3 separate regions of the Macaca mulatta genome follow, and all the other regions are linked to region 1. Evidence: chromatin contacts called from public Hi-C data. All regions are on one chromosome and are shown on one strand. Each heading gives the region's core, a stretch centred on a gene start, on an enhancer-like site or on the middle of the called end of the contact. The rest is flanking DNA. Distances are from core to core; before and after follow the strand shown.

Evidence for each region. Hi-C and Micro-C count contacts between places; a contact is called where the count stands out from the background.
Region 2: a Hi-C map of liver shows a contact between it and region 1, with 2.9 times the contacts expected there. The contact joins the promoter of PEX10 here to the promoter of FAAP20 in region 1. A contact is called at or near these places in 3 of 14 Hi-C or Micro-C datasets (blood, cortical neurons and liver).
Region 3: a contact with region 1 is called in a Hi-C map of fetal cortex germinal zone, with 6 times the contacts expected there. The contact joins the promoter of MORN1 here to the promoter of FAAP20 in region 1. A contact is called at or near these places in 6 of 14 Hi-C or Micro-C datasets (CD4 T cells, blood, cortical neurons and 3 more).

The regions. Positions count from the first base shown.
Region 1 is chr1:238,487,019-238,491,937 of T2T-MMU8v2.0, forward strand. FAAP20 (FA core complex associated protein 20) reads left to right here and starts at 2,173. Exons shown (of 5, transcript XR_013409814.1): 1 at 2,173-2,259; 2 at 3,035-3,303.
Region 2 is chr1:238,262,872-238,267,790 of T2T-MMU8v2.0, forward strand. It overlaps PEX10 (peroxisomal biogenesis factor 10), which reads left to right and starts at 1,863. Exons shown (of 6, transcript XM_077979981.1): 1 at 1,863-2,015; 2 at 3,925-4,005. The coding sequence starts at 1,904.
Region 3 is chr1:238,285,004-238,289,922 of T2T-MMU8v2.0, forward strand. MORN1 (MORN repeat containing 1) reads left to right here and starts at 2,520. Exons shown (of 13, transcript XM_077979834.1): 1 at 2,520-2,616; 2 at 4,085-4,156. The coding sequence starts at 2,541. RER1 (retention in endoplasmic reticulum sorting receptor 1) reads right to left here and starts at 2,203. Exons shown (of 7, transcript NM_001257522.1): 1 at 2,118-2,203.

The DNA of each region.
Region 1 (4,919 bases), core at 923-3,422:
AACAGTGGAACCCTGGGGTTAGGGAGCCAGAGCGGGGAAGGGAGAGAAGGGGCAAGAACATATCTCCATCCCAGCATGGCCCAGAGAGCTGAGCAAACAAACACTTGTCTTCAAGGGCCTTTCTCTTGTCTTTTTTTTTTGTTTTTCGAAATAGAATCTTGCTGTGTCGCCCAGGCTGGAGTGCAGTGGTGTGATCTTGGCTCACCACAACCTTTGCCTCCTAGGCTCAAGTGATTTTCATGCCTCAGCCACCCAAGTAGCTGGGATTACAGGCCTGCGCCACCACGCCAGGCTACTTTTTGTATTTTTAGTAGAGATGGGGTTTCTCCATGTTGGCCAGGCTGGTCTCGAACTCCTGGCCCTCCAGTGATCCTCCCGCCTTGGCCTCCCACAGTGCTGGGATTGCAGGCTTGAGCCACCACACCTGGCTTTTTTTTTTTTTTTTTTTTTTTTGAGATGGGGTCTGCAGTGGCATGATCTTGGCTCACTGCAGCCTCCACCTCCCTGGGCTCAGGTGATCCTCCCACCTTAGCCCCCCAAGTAGGTGGGACCACAGGCACATGCCACCATGCCCAGCTAATTTTTTTATTTATAGAGACAAGGTCTTGCCATGTTGCCCAGGCTGGTCTCAAACTCCTGGGCTCAAGCAATCTGCCTGCTTGGGCCTCTCCAAGTCCTAGGATTACAGGCATGAACCACTGGGCCTGGCTTTTCCTCCTTTCTTGGGAGGCTGGGACTATACTTCCAGGAAAGACCCAGAAGCTCGGAGCTGAAGCCAGGGCAGCCAGGACTGCCGGGGAGCCCTGGACACTGGCTGTTTGGGAGCTCTTGGTCAGCTGGCACCTGCCATGTGGTGGACGTGGGGCTGTGGAGACCCCACGGCTGGGCTTCTCTCCCCTGAGAACGGGCCTAGCCACAGGACACCTCCCACAAGGCCCCTGAGACCACACTGCCTGCAGCAGCTCCCCCAGGTCCCCTCCCCACACCCGGGCAGCACTCAGCACTACATCTCCATTTGCTCACTCAAGTCGCAGGGCCTGGGGGTTAGTGCCTCCGTCTTGTTTTGCTGGGGGCCTCCAGCATCTAGAACAGGAACGTGTGCTGAAGAAAACCACTCATGCAGGGAGAGGGGCACCTCCCCACTCTAGGTGCTGCTGCTGACCCCTTCCCTGAACACCAACCCATGGCCTCCAGGCCAGGGCCACTTGAAGGACGGTGGACCACTCCGGTGGCCTGGGTTCAGGGCGGGGCCCCACAGCTGAGTTCTGGAGGGAGGGCACAGACGACTGGGGGCTGGGAGGGGCCAGGTGAGGGGTGGGAACAGCGAGGGAGCCCTGCAGGAGGGTTGCCCAGCATGGCCCCAAAGCTGATGGGGCAGGGCAGGGCTGAAACTGCCAAGGAGTCCCAGAGCCCTGAGTGGCATCTAGCGAGGGCCCCTGATCCTGATCCCTGTAGACCCCAGCCCTTCCATGAGGGTGGCAGCCACTCCAGAGCCCAGCAGGGCCGAGGGAGAGGCAAGTGGTCTGGGCCCATGAGGCACTGGGCACAACCAGGTGTGGCACGAGGGTGCCTGGGCGTCTGCTGCCACCACGTGGCGGACTTTGAGGTCGCAGAGCCCAGGGTCCAGGCAGGAAAGCCCCTCAGCTGCCCCCAGAGCCCTGGCCCAGGCCCCTGAGGCCCAAGTGAGCCACCTGGACTTTGTCACTTCGCTTCTTGTTTCTTGGTTAAGGAGCTTGAGTTCTACGCCTTTTGTAAAGAAACGGTGGCGGCGACGGCGGATTTCAAGCTTTATTTACTCCTGGAGTGGTCCTGGGAGGAGAGGCGGCTCCGCAGAGCCGGAAACGGGGGCGGGAGCTGTTGGGTGCAGCCAGGAGGAGGCAGGGCCGGGGCGGGGCGGGCAGCCATCGGGGTAACGGAGGGGGCTCCGGCCCGGGGCTGCCTGGACCGGAAAGGGGACACGGGCGGGGCTCCCCCAGCTGACCTCCCGCCGCACACGCCTGGGCCCCCACCCTCACGCCAGGCCCCCCTCTGCGGTGCAGGACGAAGGAACCCTGGCCTCAGTTTCCCCACAGGCTGGGATCAGGGCCCCTGGGGTTCCGACTGGCTCGGAGGGGGCGGCCTCACTGCAGCGGTCTGGGGGCGGGGCCTGGGGCGGGGGCGGGGCCTGCGCTCACTTCCGCCCGGCGCGCGGGCTCGGATGGAAGCGGCGCGGAGGCCGCGGCTGGGGCTGAGCCGCCGGAGGCCGCCCCCAGCGGGCGGGTGAGGCCGAGGGCCGGGCGGGGGCGCGGCCGGTTTTCCCGCTGCCACGTGCTTCCCGGCGCCCCCGCGGGCCTCCCGCTCTCTTCTCCCCCTGGGGAGGGCTTCCCGCCCCCGGGCCTACCCCCCACGCCCGTCGCCCCACCCCGCACCGCCATTCAGCGCCCGCCTTGAGCCCCCCACCCCATGCCGAGCTTCCCCTGAGCTTCCCTCGCGCCGCCCCAGGCCCTCCCGCGCCTCTCCCATCATCGCGTCTCCCCTGAGCACCCCACATCTGCCCACTCTATCTTCCCCGGGCCCTCCGCAATCTCCCCAGCCATCGCCTCATCCCGCTGAGGACCCCATATTTTCACCCACACCCCCGCCCCCAGTACCCCTTGTCTCCTCACTGCCCCAGCAGCCCTTCCCCCAACCCTGCCCCCCACCTCCCCCACCATCGAATTTCCCTCTGGTACCCCCCATCTCCCCGCTGTGTCTGCTGCAGGCCCTCCCAGGTCCCCCCACCATAGCGTTTCCCCGGCTGAGTACCCCGTCTCCTTTTTCTGTCCGCCCCAGGCCTTCTGGCGGCCGCCCCTGGTTTCTCCTGGGGGGTGATGAGCGGGAGCGGCTCTGGGCCGAGCTGCTGCGCACGGTGAGCCCAGAGCTCACCCTGGACCACGAGGTGCCTCCACTGCCCGCCTTCCCTGGACAGGTGTGCCCACCGGGCCCATCGCAGCGGGGGAGGGGTTTCCAGGGCGAGAGCCGCCGCTGGGCGAGGCCCAACAACTCCATGTTGCAGGAGCCCAGGTGCGGCCCGGAGCCCACTGAAGCCTTCACTGTCGGACCCAAGACCTTTTCCTGGACGCCCTTTCCACCAGACCTGTGGAGCCCGGGCCGCTCCTACCGGCTGCTTCGCGGGGCAGGAGGGCACCTGGAGTCCCCCGCCAGGTCCCTGCCCCAGCGCCCGGCACCTGATCCCTGCAGGGCCCCCAGAGTGGAGCAGCAGCCGTCCGTGGAGGGTACCGCCCTGCGCAGCTGCCCCATGTGCCAGAAAGAGTTCGGCCCCAGGTGAGTGGGCCACCCTGTGCCCCGCCCGGTTTTCCATCCGTGTTTGGAAACCACAGCCGTTCAGAAGGTCAAGAGGTGGCCGAGCTCAGCGCTGGCTTTTAAAGCCCTGTTTCACACGTGGAAACGTGGTCCAGTGCTGTGGCCTGGCATGTCCGGGTGGCTGGCTGTCACGGGTCTGGGGTCCCCCTGCTTTCCGTGCTCTGGGGGCAGGGCAGGCTGGGGGCCCACAGACAGCGCAGAAGGAAGGCTGGGGAGCACTGGCCCCGGGTCCACCTGGCCATCTTGGAAGCTGGTGGCACCGGCGTCCCCAGGCCCAGAGCACGGGAACACCTTCCCCAGAGTGGGTCATGGGTTTTAAAAATGAAGATCATCTTTTTTGTCTGGAGATGCTTTTTCTTATTTTGAAGCCCACTGTATACTTACATATATATTTTTAAGTAAAGGGGAATGGAACCCAGTTTTACTAAGAAGATAGCCCAAACTGCCCAGTGCCTGGGCTCGTGTCTGGTGACCTCCGGGCCCTTGGCCTCCTGAGCAGGCACCTGGGGCCGGCGCCGTGTGAATGATGCTGGTTCCTAACTTTTGGTTGAGTTAATGGGCGGCAGGTTTCAGATCTCACGTGGCCAGGAGACCGGGTCCTTCAGTCATGCCTAATGCCCCTGGTCTTCTAGAAGCCAAAACAGCTCGGGAATGTGAAGGGACCGGAGTCCAAAGTTAGCAGCCAACAACAACAACAAAAAAAAAAAAAGGCCAGGCGTGGTGGCTCAAGCCTGTAATCCTAGCTCTTTGGGAGGCTGAGGCGGGCAGATCACGAGGTCAGGAGTTTGAGACCAGGAGTTTGAGGTCAATATGGTGAAACCCCATCTCTACTAAAAATATAAAAATTTAGCCAGGCGTGGTGGTGGGTGCCTGTAGTCCCAGCTACTTGGGAGGTTAGGAGAATCGCTTGAACCCGGGAGGCGGAGGTTGCAGTGAGCCGAGATTGCGCCACTGCACTCTAGCCTGGGTGACAGAGTGAGACTCCGTCTCAAAAAAAAAAAAAAAAAAAAAAAGGCCAGGCGCGGTGGCTCAACCTGTAATCCCAGCACTTTGGGAGGCCGAGACGGGTGGATCGCGAGGTCAGGAGATCAAGACCATCCTGGCTAACACGGTGAAACCCCGTCTCTACTAAAAAATACAAAAAATGAGCCCAGCTACTTGGGAGGCTGAGGCAGGAGAATGGCGTGAACCCGGGAGGTGGAGCTTGCAGTGAGCGGAGATCGCGCCACTGCACTCCAGCCTGGGCGACACAGCGAGACTCCATCTCAAAAAAAAAAAAAGAAAAGCACAAAACGACTGAATTAGTTATCAAAACCCGCAGCAGAAAACCTGTACAGGCAGTTCTTCAGGCGAGCCAGTGCTCATCCAGAGAGAAGAAGTGCCCTGGAAACAGGCTCCTCCAAAACGGGGCACTTTATGGAAGCAAGCCCTGCAGGGCCTGAGGTTGGGGTGAGCCCCACGGCACCCCCAGCACCCCACCTCCACGTCACACATGGACAGCACAGGGAGGGGCCTGGTGACACATACGTGGGGCTTGGTGGGTGAGCAGTGCAAGGGCCAGGGCCCAGGGCAAAGTG
Region 2 (4,919 bases), core at 613-3,112, 220 kb before region 1:
AGCCAAGGCCTAGAGCCAAGGCTTGAACCCTGGAGGACCCCCAAACCCCACCTGCCCAGGAACAGCAGACACTGGGACACTGTTTCAGGTCCTGCCCAGGCCCCTCCCACTGTGAGGCTGGGATTTGTCGCCCAGGGAGCAGGTGAGAAGAGTGGGGAAAGCAGTCCTGAGCCTGGGCGGCGGTGGGGGATGCCTCCCAGAGCAGGCCATCAGTCAGGGGCCCATCCTAGAACCCAGCGTGAATCCAAAGGAGCCAAAGCCTCCTCCTCAGAATCAGACTTGGAGCTGTGAACCCAGGGGCCAGAGCAGTTCTGGGCCAGGAAGGGGAGCTTCGTCTCAAACTGTTATCTAAGCATTGACCAGAACACACGATCACCTCAGCGGTTCCATGTGGGCGATGCCGGGCTGCCTGGTCCACGGATGAGGGGTTCAGCTCAAGGTGCCCAACCCAACCAGAGGGCAGCCTCTGTGTCCAGGAGACACGTGTGCACCCGCGGGGTGAGAACGCCAAAGGGGTGCAGGTGGGGGTAGGTTCAGTAGCCAGAGGGCCTGCGGGGCCACCCAGGCCATGCCCTTTCCTGTAAGAGCGGCCATTCCCGCAGGGTGGGGCTCTGGCTTTGTGACTGGGCTGTGCCAGTCTGGGTATGATCCCACAGCTGAGCCCCTGTAGATGCAGGTGAGGCAAGGAACCCCACGCCCTCCCCACTGAGGTCAGCGGGGCGCAGACGCCCCCTTGTCGGTGCCCTGCCTTCCTCCTGCAATCCTGCAGGACTCTCCAGGGCCAAGTGCTGCCTTTGGGGCCAAAAAGACAGCGCCTTCTCCTTCGCCTGCCCTGCGGCCATTCAGAGACATGCAGGGCACCTCCTGCTCTGCCTGGCCAGGTGGCCCCAGAAGCACAGGCCGCAGACACCGCGGGGGACCTGCGTGGGCCTCCAGTTCCCGCCCCAGCCCTTCCCATCCCCAGTTCAGGGCAGGTCCAGCTGTGGCCAGAGGTTGGGGAAGGCTCTGTCCCCTCCAGGTGTGCAGCCTTGGCCAGTGCTTCAGGCCTCCCTCCGCTCCTGCCCTGTGAGCAGAGGGGTCGGGGCGCCTGCGATGTGGTTCCCCAGAGCACCAGCGGGGTTCAGGCCAAGCAGGGTGGAGGGTGGAGGGCCACCTTCCGCCCGTCCTGGAACCACGCGGCGGCCTCCCGGTTGCCCCCCACCCGCCAGGCCCTGCCTCCCATGGGCACCAGTGGGGAGTCCACACCAAGCCGGCCATGTGCTTTTCGCGCGGGATTACTGGGGAAGCCGGCTGCTCGGTACCTGGAAGGTCCCGGGTCTCGCCTCGTGCCCCTCTGGCCCCCAAACCCACCGGCGCCCCGGAACAAGCCAACCGGTGCTGAGAGCCCGCGCAGCTCAGAGGGCGAGAGGGCGGGACAGCCGCGGGGGCGCTGGGAGCTCGGCTTCCCGGATAGCCAAGCGCAGGCCTCCGTCTCCCCAGCCGCAAATGGGCCCGCAGCGTCTCCACCCCGCAGCGCTGTCCCCAGTGGGAGGGCGGCCCGTGGACGTGCAGGGAGCACGGCGGGGGCCCGAGGCAACGCAGGACCCTGGGGGCGCCGCACCCCGCGGCCTCGCCAGCGCCTGTCGCCCGCGCGCCCCGCCCCCACGCCGGCTCCTGCGCTCCGCCCCGTTCTGCGCCTCCGACTCCCCGTGCTGCCCCGCTCCGCGCCGCGCTGGTTCGGACTCCAGCCCCACTTCCGCCCAGGCCCTGGCCCCACCTCCAGCCCCGGTCCGGCCCCGCCCCCGCACCGTGACGCAGAAGGTCTGCGCCGTACGCCGAGCCACGTCGTGCTGTCATCAGGTCTCGCCCGCGTGGCTGTGGGCGTGGCTAGCGTGGCTTCTCGGGACCACCTGAACTCGCGGCCATGGCCCCGGCCGCCGCCAGCCCCCCGGAGGTGATCCGCGCGGCGCAGAAGGACGAGTACTACCGCGGTGGGCTGCGGAGCGCGGCGGGTGGCGCCCTGCACAGCCTGGCGGGTGAGGGCCGGGCGCGGCCGGATGTCCTCGCAAGCGGCCTAGGGGGCGTTGCCCCTCATGGAGGCGGGGTGTCTACCGTGTGTGGTCACCGTCGCCTGGGCCCGTCCCGCAAGCCGGGACCCGGCAGTCTCCTTCGCCTGCCCTGCGGTCATTCAGAGATGTGCGGGGCACCTCCTGCCCTGCCTGGCCAGGTGGCCCCAGAGGCACAGGCCGCAGACACCGCAGGGGAGCTGCGTGGGCCTCCATTTCCCGCCCCAGCCCTTCCCGTCCCCACGTCAGGGCAGGTCCAGTTGTGGCCAGCGGCTGGGGAAGGCTCTGTCCCCTCCAGGTGTGCGGCTTTGGCAAGCGCTTCAGGCCTCCCTCCGCTCCTCCCCTGTGAGCAGAGGGGTCTGCGCGCCCGCGGCGCGAACGCCTCGTACCTCGGTCCCGTTCACACTGACCCCGGCCTTTCCTAGGCTTGACCAGCCGCCCAGGCCCCTCGCCCTTCTGACCCCAGGGTAGGCTCAGCCAGGCCCTACCTGCCTCACCAGGCCGTGAGCTGAGTACAGAAGCCAGTGTACTCAATGAAGCAGCGCCTGTCATCCTAGCAGTTTGGGAGGCGGAGGCGGGAGGATCGCTTGAGCCCAGGAGTTTGAGACCAGCCTGGGCAACAAGGCAACACTCCGTCTCTATAAAAAATCTGAAAATTAGCCGGGCGTGATAGTGGTGTCTGTAATTCCAGCTCCTCAGGAGGCTGAGGCAAGAGAATCGCCTGAGCCCAAGGGATGAGGCTGCAGTGAGCCATGATTGTGCCACTGCACTCCAACCTGGGTGATGGGACCAGACCCCATCACCGATTAAAACACGAAGAAAAAAAAAAAAAGAGGCCGGGTGGGGTGGCTTAGGCCTGTAATCCCAGCACTTTGGGAGGCCCAGGCAGACGGATCACTTGAGGTCAGGAGTTCGAGACCAGTCTGGGCAACATGGTGAAATCCCGTCTCTACTAAAAATACAAAAATTAGTGGGCATGGTGGCATGTGCCTGTGATTCCAGCTACTCAGGAGGCTGAGACAGAATCACTTGAACACGGGAGGCGGAGGTTGCAGTGAGCCAAGATCATGCCACTGCACTCCACCCTGGGGGACAGAACAAAAAAAAAGCAACGCCATCAAGTCTTTGGGGGTGGGGCAGGCAGTTGTTAAAGGCATCAACTCCCAGCAGAACGTTTCATGGAGCAGTGGCACTAGAGCCCAGTGGCAGGGGTGTCATGGCAGCAGGAACAGTGCTGTGGGACAGGAAGAGCGTGGGTAAATATCAGAGGACAGCCAGGCTCCCTGCCAGGAGGGGCCATGGGTATCAGGTGGGCAGCCATTGGCAGATTCTGAATAGGAGAGTGACAAGAATTTTTTGTGTGTGTCCATATTTATTTTACAATACACTGGGCACTTAGCCCTGTGCCAGACACTGTTCCCAGTGTTTTACAAATATTAACTCATTGAATCTTCAAACATCCCTATAGGTAGGACTTACTGTTACTCTTCTGATAGATGAGCAAATTGAGATTCCAGAAAGATCTCACAGCCAGGAAGTTGGAGAGCTGCTGTTTGATGCTAGACAGTTGGCCTCTGGCCTGTACTCTTACTACCCCAGACCGTCTTTCCATGTTGCCCTCATAGGCCCTAGAATGGTTGCTCAGGGGAATCCCAGAGCGAGAGATGGGCGCAAGTGGGAGGTTCTTAGCAGACTGTCTGCAGCTCACGCTAAGGCAGGTCAAGGTGGAGACAAGGTGGTGCCTCTGGAGACAGAATCAGAGAGGGAGTTGGGGGATGGGACTGGATCTGGGCCTAGACAACTCCGGGGAGGACTGTGGTCCCTCATGCTCAGGGCATGCCCACCAGCTGCCCCAGACTAATGCTGTTTCTCCTCTCAGGTGCGAGGAAGTGGCTGGAGTGGAGGAAGGAGGTTGAGCTGCTCTCAGATGTGGCCTACTTTGGCCTCACCACACTTGCAGGTAGAAGCCCCCACTGGTCCTCAGGACTGAGGGCAGCCACACACACCAAGTCCGGGGGACAGTGGCCAGGGGGCTGCCCAGCAGTGTGAGAAGCTCCTGGAGCTGGCCCGGGTGAGGCTGCCTCAGGGAAGTGCAGGAGGTGCTGCTCCGAGGGAGACGAGGCGTCAGCTCCCAGCAGGGAGCCCATTTTTCTTTTTTTTTTTGAGACGGAGTCTCGCTCTGTCGCCCAGGCTGGAGTGCAGTGGCGCGATCTCAGCTCACTGCAAGCTCCGCCTCCTGGGTTTACGCTATTCTCCAGCCTCAGCCTCCTGAGTAGCTGGGACTACAGGCGCCCGCCACCGCGCCCGGCTAATTTTTTGTATTTTTAGTAGAGACGGGGTTTCACCGTCGTCTCGATCTCCTGACCTTGTGATCCGCCCGCCTCGGCCTCCCAAAGTGCTGGGATTACAGGCGTGAGCCACCGCGCCCGGCCTAGGGAGCCCATTTTTCCAGTCTTTGTGTGTCCCTGGGGACCCACCCGGGTGCCATTGAGACCCATTTCTCAGTGGCCAGCCCTGGTAGCAAAGTGAGTCACAGTGCTGAGCCATGTCATAGGGTGCAGTGCCCCTGTCGGAGTGCCCTGGTGGAGCAACAGTGCTGAGCTGTGTCACAGTGTGCAGTGCTCATGTGACAGTGCCCTGGCGGCACAGTGGCGGGCCTGTGGCCCAGGCTGGTCGCCACCCTGGAGAGGGAGTTGTTGACGGAGGCTCTCAGGCTCCCAACCCCAGCTCAGCATGCAGCAAGGACCACTGAGCGCCAGCCTGGTTCCCTATGAGGGACTCCCCCTGGGCATCCTGCCGCCATGGAGAGCATGCTCGGTGGGTGGGAGACAGATGTGGCTACGTCACAGGGCATCTTGGGAATTGAGGGGCTCT
Region 3 (4,919 bases), core at 1,270-3,769, 200 kb before region 1:
GGAACACCCTTGGATCCAGGCAAGGCAGTGCCAGCCCTGTTCCCAGATCAAGGCCAGCCCTCACAGCAGCTGCCCCCACTGCAGCCCTCCTCTCTGCTCAGTTTGAAGGCCACCTCCTCTTCAGAGGTCTCCGTTATTGCCCACACTGACCCCTAGTACCTTACATCACATCACCCTGCTTTTATTTTGTGTACAACTGTTTCCTGATACCTTTCTGGCTTATTTCTCAATTTTCTCCTGCTAGAATGAAGCTCCTGGAGGGGTCCCTTGTCTGGTTTGGGGCTGGGCCCTACCACCTGGAAGTCCATTCCATAGCAGACAGCCCATCAGTTACCTGCTGAAGGTGACTGCTTTATGTCTAGTCACAAACAAAACTGAAAGGGAGATAAAACCAGTCCAAGCAGAAACCATGAGGACATGCCAGAAAGTGTAAAACTCTCTATGTGCCTTGTTCTAGGGCCCACCACATTCATCCACATCTGTGGTCCATCACTATGTGTGTGGTAAGGATGAAGTCCTCCGCCTGGCGTCCAGGAGCACTGAAGTCTGGGATGAAGTCCTCCGCCTGGCGTCCAGGAGCACTGAAGTCTGGGATGAAGTCCTCCGCCTGGGGTCCAGGAGCACTGAAGTCTGGGATGAAGTCCTCCGCCTGGCGTCCAGGAGCACTGAAGTCTGGGATGAAGTCCTCCGCCTGGCGTCCAGGAGCACTGAAGTCTGGGATGAAGTCCTCCGCCTGGGGTCCAGGAGCACTGAAGTCTGGGATAAAGTCCTCCGCCTGGGGTCCGGGAGCACTGACAGTCCGGGATGAAGTCCTCCGCCTGGCGTCCAGGAGCACTGAAGTCTGGGATGAAGTCCTCCGCCTGGGGTCCGGGAGCACTGACAGTCCGGGATGAAGTCCTCCGCCTGGGGTCCGGGAGCACTGACAGTCCGGGATGAAGTCCTCCGCCTGGCGTCCAGGAGCACTGACAGTCCGGGATGAAGTCCTCCGCCTGGGGTCCGGGAGCACTGACAGTCCGGGATGAAGTCCTCCGCCTGGGGTCCGGGAGCACTGACAGTCTGGCTCCCACCACCTTTCTCTTCACGACCCCATCCCCAATTCCCCAATTCCTCCGGAACTAGGAAAGCCCTAGCAGCGGTGCACAAAGCTTCATGCCTCTAGTGTTGTTCAGTTCTCTGAAATGCCCTCCCAGACCCCTTCTCTTCCTTCTTTCCAAGGCCACATTCCAGCCTGGGCTCCTCCCTCCTCTGGGCCTGACCATCGTACATCTCCACCTGGCTCTGACACACTGTAACCGCCGTCACCTCGGGCATACGGCAGAAGCCAAGCGAGTCTGAATTACTGAGAACCCTTTATCCACTTACGGGATAACTGCATTTCCTGTGAAATGTCAACCCAACTAAAAACAAAGTGTTTCCAGGACCAACGGCCAGCCTCTACTCTTCACAAAGGGAAAAGGGCGAAAGCCCACTGAAGGTACTCAGGCTGAAAGCAGCCCTCTGTGCTGTAAGACACCTGGCAGAGAAACGAACGATACCTTTATCAGCGGGGCCACAGACCAGTACTAAGTCAGCCTGGAGAATTTATGATTTTATTGCCTATGTAGAATACGATCAAAACCGATGTAACTAGTTTCCCTTGAGCCCGTCAGTAACGCCTTCGGCCCAGAGCTTAACACTAAATCCTATAGATAAGCGCTGACCTGGACGCAGGATGGGGAGACGGCATATCCCCTCTCGAATCCAGCCCAACTCGCAGCGCTATGGGGGCGGCGACTTCCCGCTTCCCCCAAATGCACAACAGGGGAAGCGGACGAGACGAGGCCCGGGTGGGGAGGGCTGCAGCCCCCGCCCGGCCCCTCTCCCGCTCACCTGCCCCTCGCAGGCCCCAGGGCTCGGCCTGCACCCCCCAGCCCCTCGTCCCGGGCCCGGCCCCGAGGCGCGACCCGTACCCCTCAGGGCCGCGGGTCGGGAACACGGTCCCAGCGGCCACCCAGGCCCCGACGTCCCTCCCCGCCCGGCCCTCAGCGCGGCCCCGCCCGCCCGCGGCCTTGACAGCCCGGAAGCAGCGGAGGCGGCGCTGCCCGGCCGTTCCCGCGCCACGCAGCCCTTCCTGGCACCTCGCAGCTCCGCTACGGCCGAGCCGCGGTCTCCCTCACGGCCGCGGGAAGGAGGACGGCGGGGCAGGGGCGGCCGCCGGGGCTGCGCTCTGGCTCCGAGAAACTGCAGCGAGCACTTCCGCTCCGTCCTCCGCGGCACCGCCTCCAGGGCCCCCAAGATGGCGCGAGGGCGGGGTCGAGGGCTCCAACCATTTCCGCTTCCGGCGCAGACGCGCAGGCCGTTGGCGGGCGGGCCTCTCCGCGGAAGACACGACAGCGGCGGAAACGCGCACAGGCGCAGCTGCGTCCTCTGGCTCCGGGTCCGGCTAGCTTCGCTCCAGAGATTGCGCGGGCTCAGGGACTAGGCCCGTGGCCACACCCCCTTGCGACAAAGACCAATGGAAGCGGGCGTTGCTGGTCGCTAAGGAAACCCCCGGCGGCAAGATGGCGGCGGTTGGCGAGGGCACCCCGAGCTCCCGTGGGCCGCGCCGGGACCCGCCGAGGAGGCCGCCCCGGGACGGTAATGACTGCGGGCCACGGGGCAGGTCGCCGGCTGCCCTGGGCCCCGTTCGGGGTGCGATCGCTCTACGCCCTCAACCCCCAAATGCTCACCTCGGAAAGTGGAGGTCCAGGTGCCGCGGCGGAGCCGGGGCCGCCTCCGCGTCCCCCACTCCCACAGGACTCGCCGTGCGCCTCCCCGGGCCCGGCTCGCACCCTTCCCCGAGCCCTCCTGCCGCAGCAGGCCCAGGCCTGCAGGGGGTCGCCCCCGGCTTGCTCCCAGCAGGGAAGATCGGATTCCGGCCGCAGCCTCACAGCCAGCCGGACCTGGGGTTGCCTTGGGGATCCCGAAGCCGGGGATGTGGGGCCAGGGCAGGCGCAGGAGCAGCACGAAGCCTCCTGACTTCCTGGCCGGTGCTGTCCAGAAACGCTAGGTCGCGTTTCAAAAGCAGATTTTGCCTGTCACTCCCAGCACTTTGGGAGGCCGAGGCGGGCGGATCACCTGAAGTCAGGAGTTCGAGACCAGTCTGGCCAACATGGCGAAACCCCGTCTCTACTAAAAAAATACAAAAATTAGCCGAGCGTGGTGCCGCCTGTAGTTCCAGCTACTCAGGAGGCTGAGGCAGGAGAATCCCTTGAACCCAGGAAGCGGAGGTTGCAGTGAGCCGAGATCGCGCCACTGCATCCCAGCCTGGGCGACAGAGCAAGACTCCGTCTCAAAAAAAGAAAAAAAAAAAAAAAAGCCGCTCTTGATAGGAACTGTTTCTAGAATCAAATAAACGGGTCTGGAATGAACTCAGAGCTCACACTAGTATCTTCAGGTAGAAGATTTGGGGCAGATACAGTAGCCTGTGGTAACCCCCTGCCCTCCTCCCCGACATTTTCCCATAAACCCTGCCCCCAAGATGTGCCCGAGGAGGAGCTGGTGGGGAGGGAGCCCTACCCATTCCAGGAACTGCAGGAGTTGGCGGGTGGCCCACCCAGCAACTGGGAAGAGTTAAAGCCGGCCAGGCCCTCCTTAGGTTTGAGTGTGGATTTTGTCCCCAGGGATAGGAGACCACTGAAGGGTCACAGCAGGGGATGGGAGGGTCTGCTCCTCCCCTGTGTGCCTCACTGATGCTGCCGGCTCTGCCTTCCCCTGGCTCACTCATCTCCCGCAACAAGGCTCCCAACCTGTCCCTCACCACCTCCCGAGCACCTCTACTGTCTCAAGGACCTGCTCTTGTTTCAACCCAGCCCTCCTCTCACTGGGCCTGTCTTCTCTGCACCAAGTAGGTCCTCGTCCTTGTCACATAAACAAATGAGCAAATGGACGGCCCAACAGCCGACAGGAGAGCTCATGAGCCCCACAGGCCGCCTCTGGGCCGCTGAAGGTGATGTGTACCAACCCCTTGAAGTCCTCGAGGGAGCTGGACTCCCTCCTTCAACACTGGAGACCATCCCTCATCTCAGTGTCTGTGCTCACCTGTGTGTGTCTTCTCAATATTCAGGTTATGGTGTCTACGTATACCCAAATTCTTTCTTTCGATATGAAGGAGAATGGAAAGGAGGGAGGAAGCACGGTGAGAGGCCTCTGTGGTTTCTTCTTGCAGCTGCCACCCCACGGCTGATGAAGCTGGTTTCTCCCCGGGAGGCTGGGTGGGCAAGTGGCATTTCCTGTAGCTTTCGAGCCCACTGTACCCTGGTGCTTCCCTGGCTGCTGGGGGTAAGGCCGGATGGACGGGGAAACAGAGGCCTGGGAGACCCCCCTGGAGGGCCATCTTTAGCAAAGGAAGCTGCGACTTAGAAATTCTCCCTAGAGGTTGAGTTAATTTGTCTTTTCCAGAGTGAAAACTGGCTTTATGGTTTATTTCTGATTATAAGGAGAACCTACTCTTGTAGTAAGTCCAAGTAATAGAAGAAAGTGTAAAGTCAGGCCAAGCGCAGTGGCTCACACCTGTAATCCCAGTACTTTGGGAGGCCAAGATGGGTGGATCACTTGAGGTCAGGAGTTGCAGAACAGCCTGACCAGCAGGCTGAAACCCCGACCCTACTAAAAATACACTAGCTGGATATGGTAATGCACACCTCTAATCCCAGCTACTTGGCAGGCTGAGCCAGGAGAATCCCTTGAACACAGGAGGCAGGCGTTGCAGTGAGCTGAGGTTGCGCCACTGCACTCCAGCCTGGGTCACAGAGTGAGACTCCATCTCAAAACAAAACAAAACACAAAGAAACCAAGTATAAAGTCAATAACACCTGTACCCCCTCAACCCCAGGCAAATGCCATGAACCTTCCATGGTGTGGACCTTCCCACCACTGTGCTCCTCTCACACAGTTTTGTA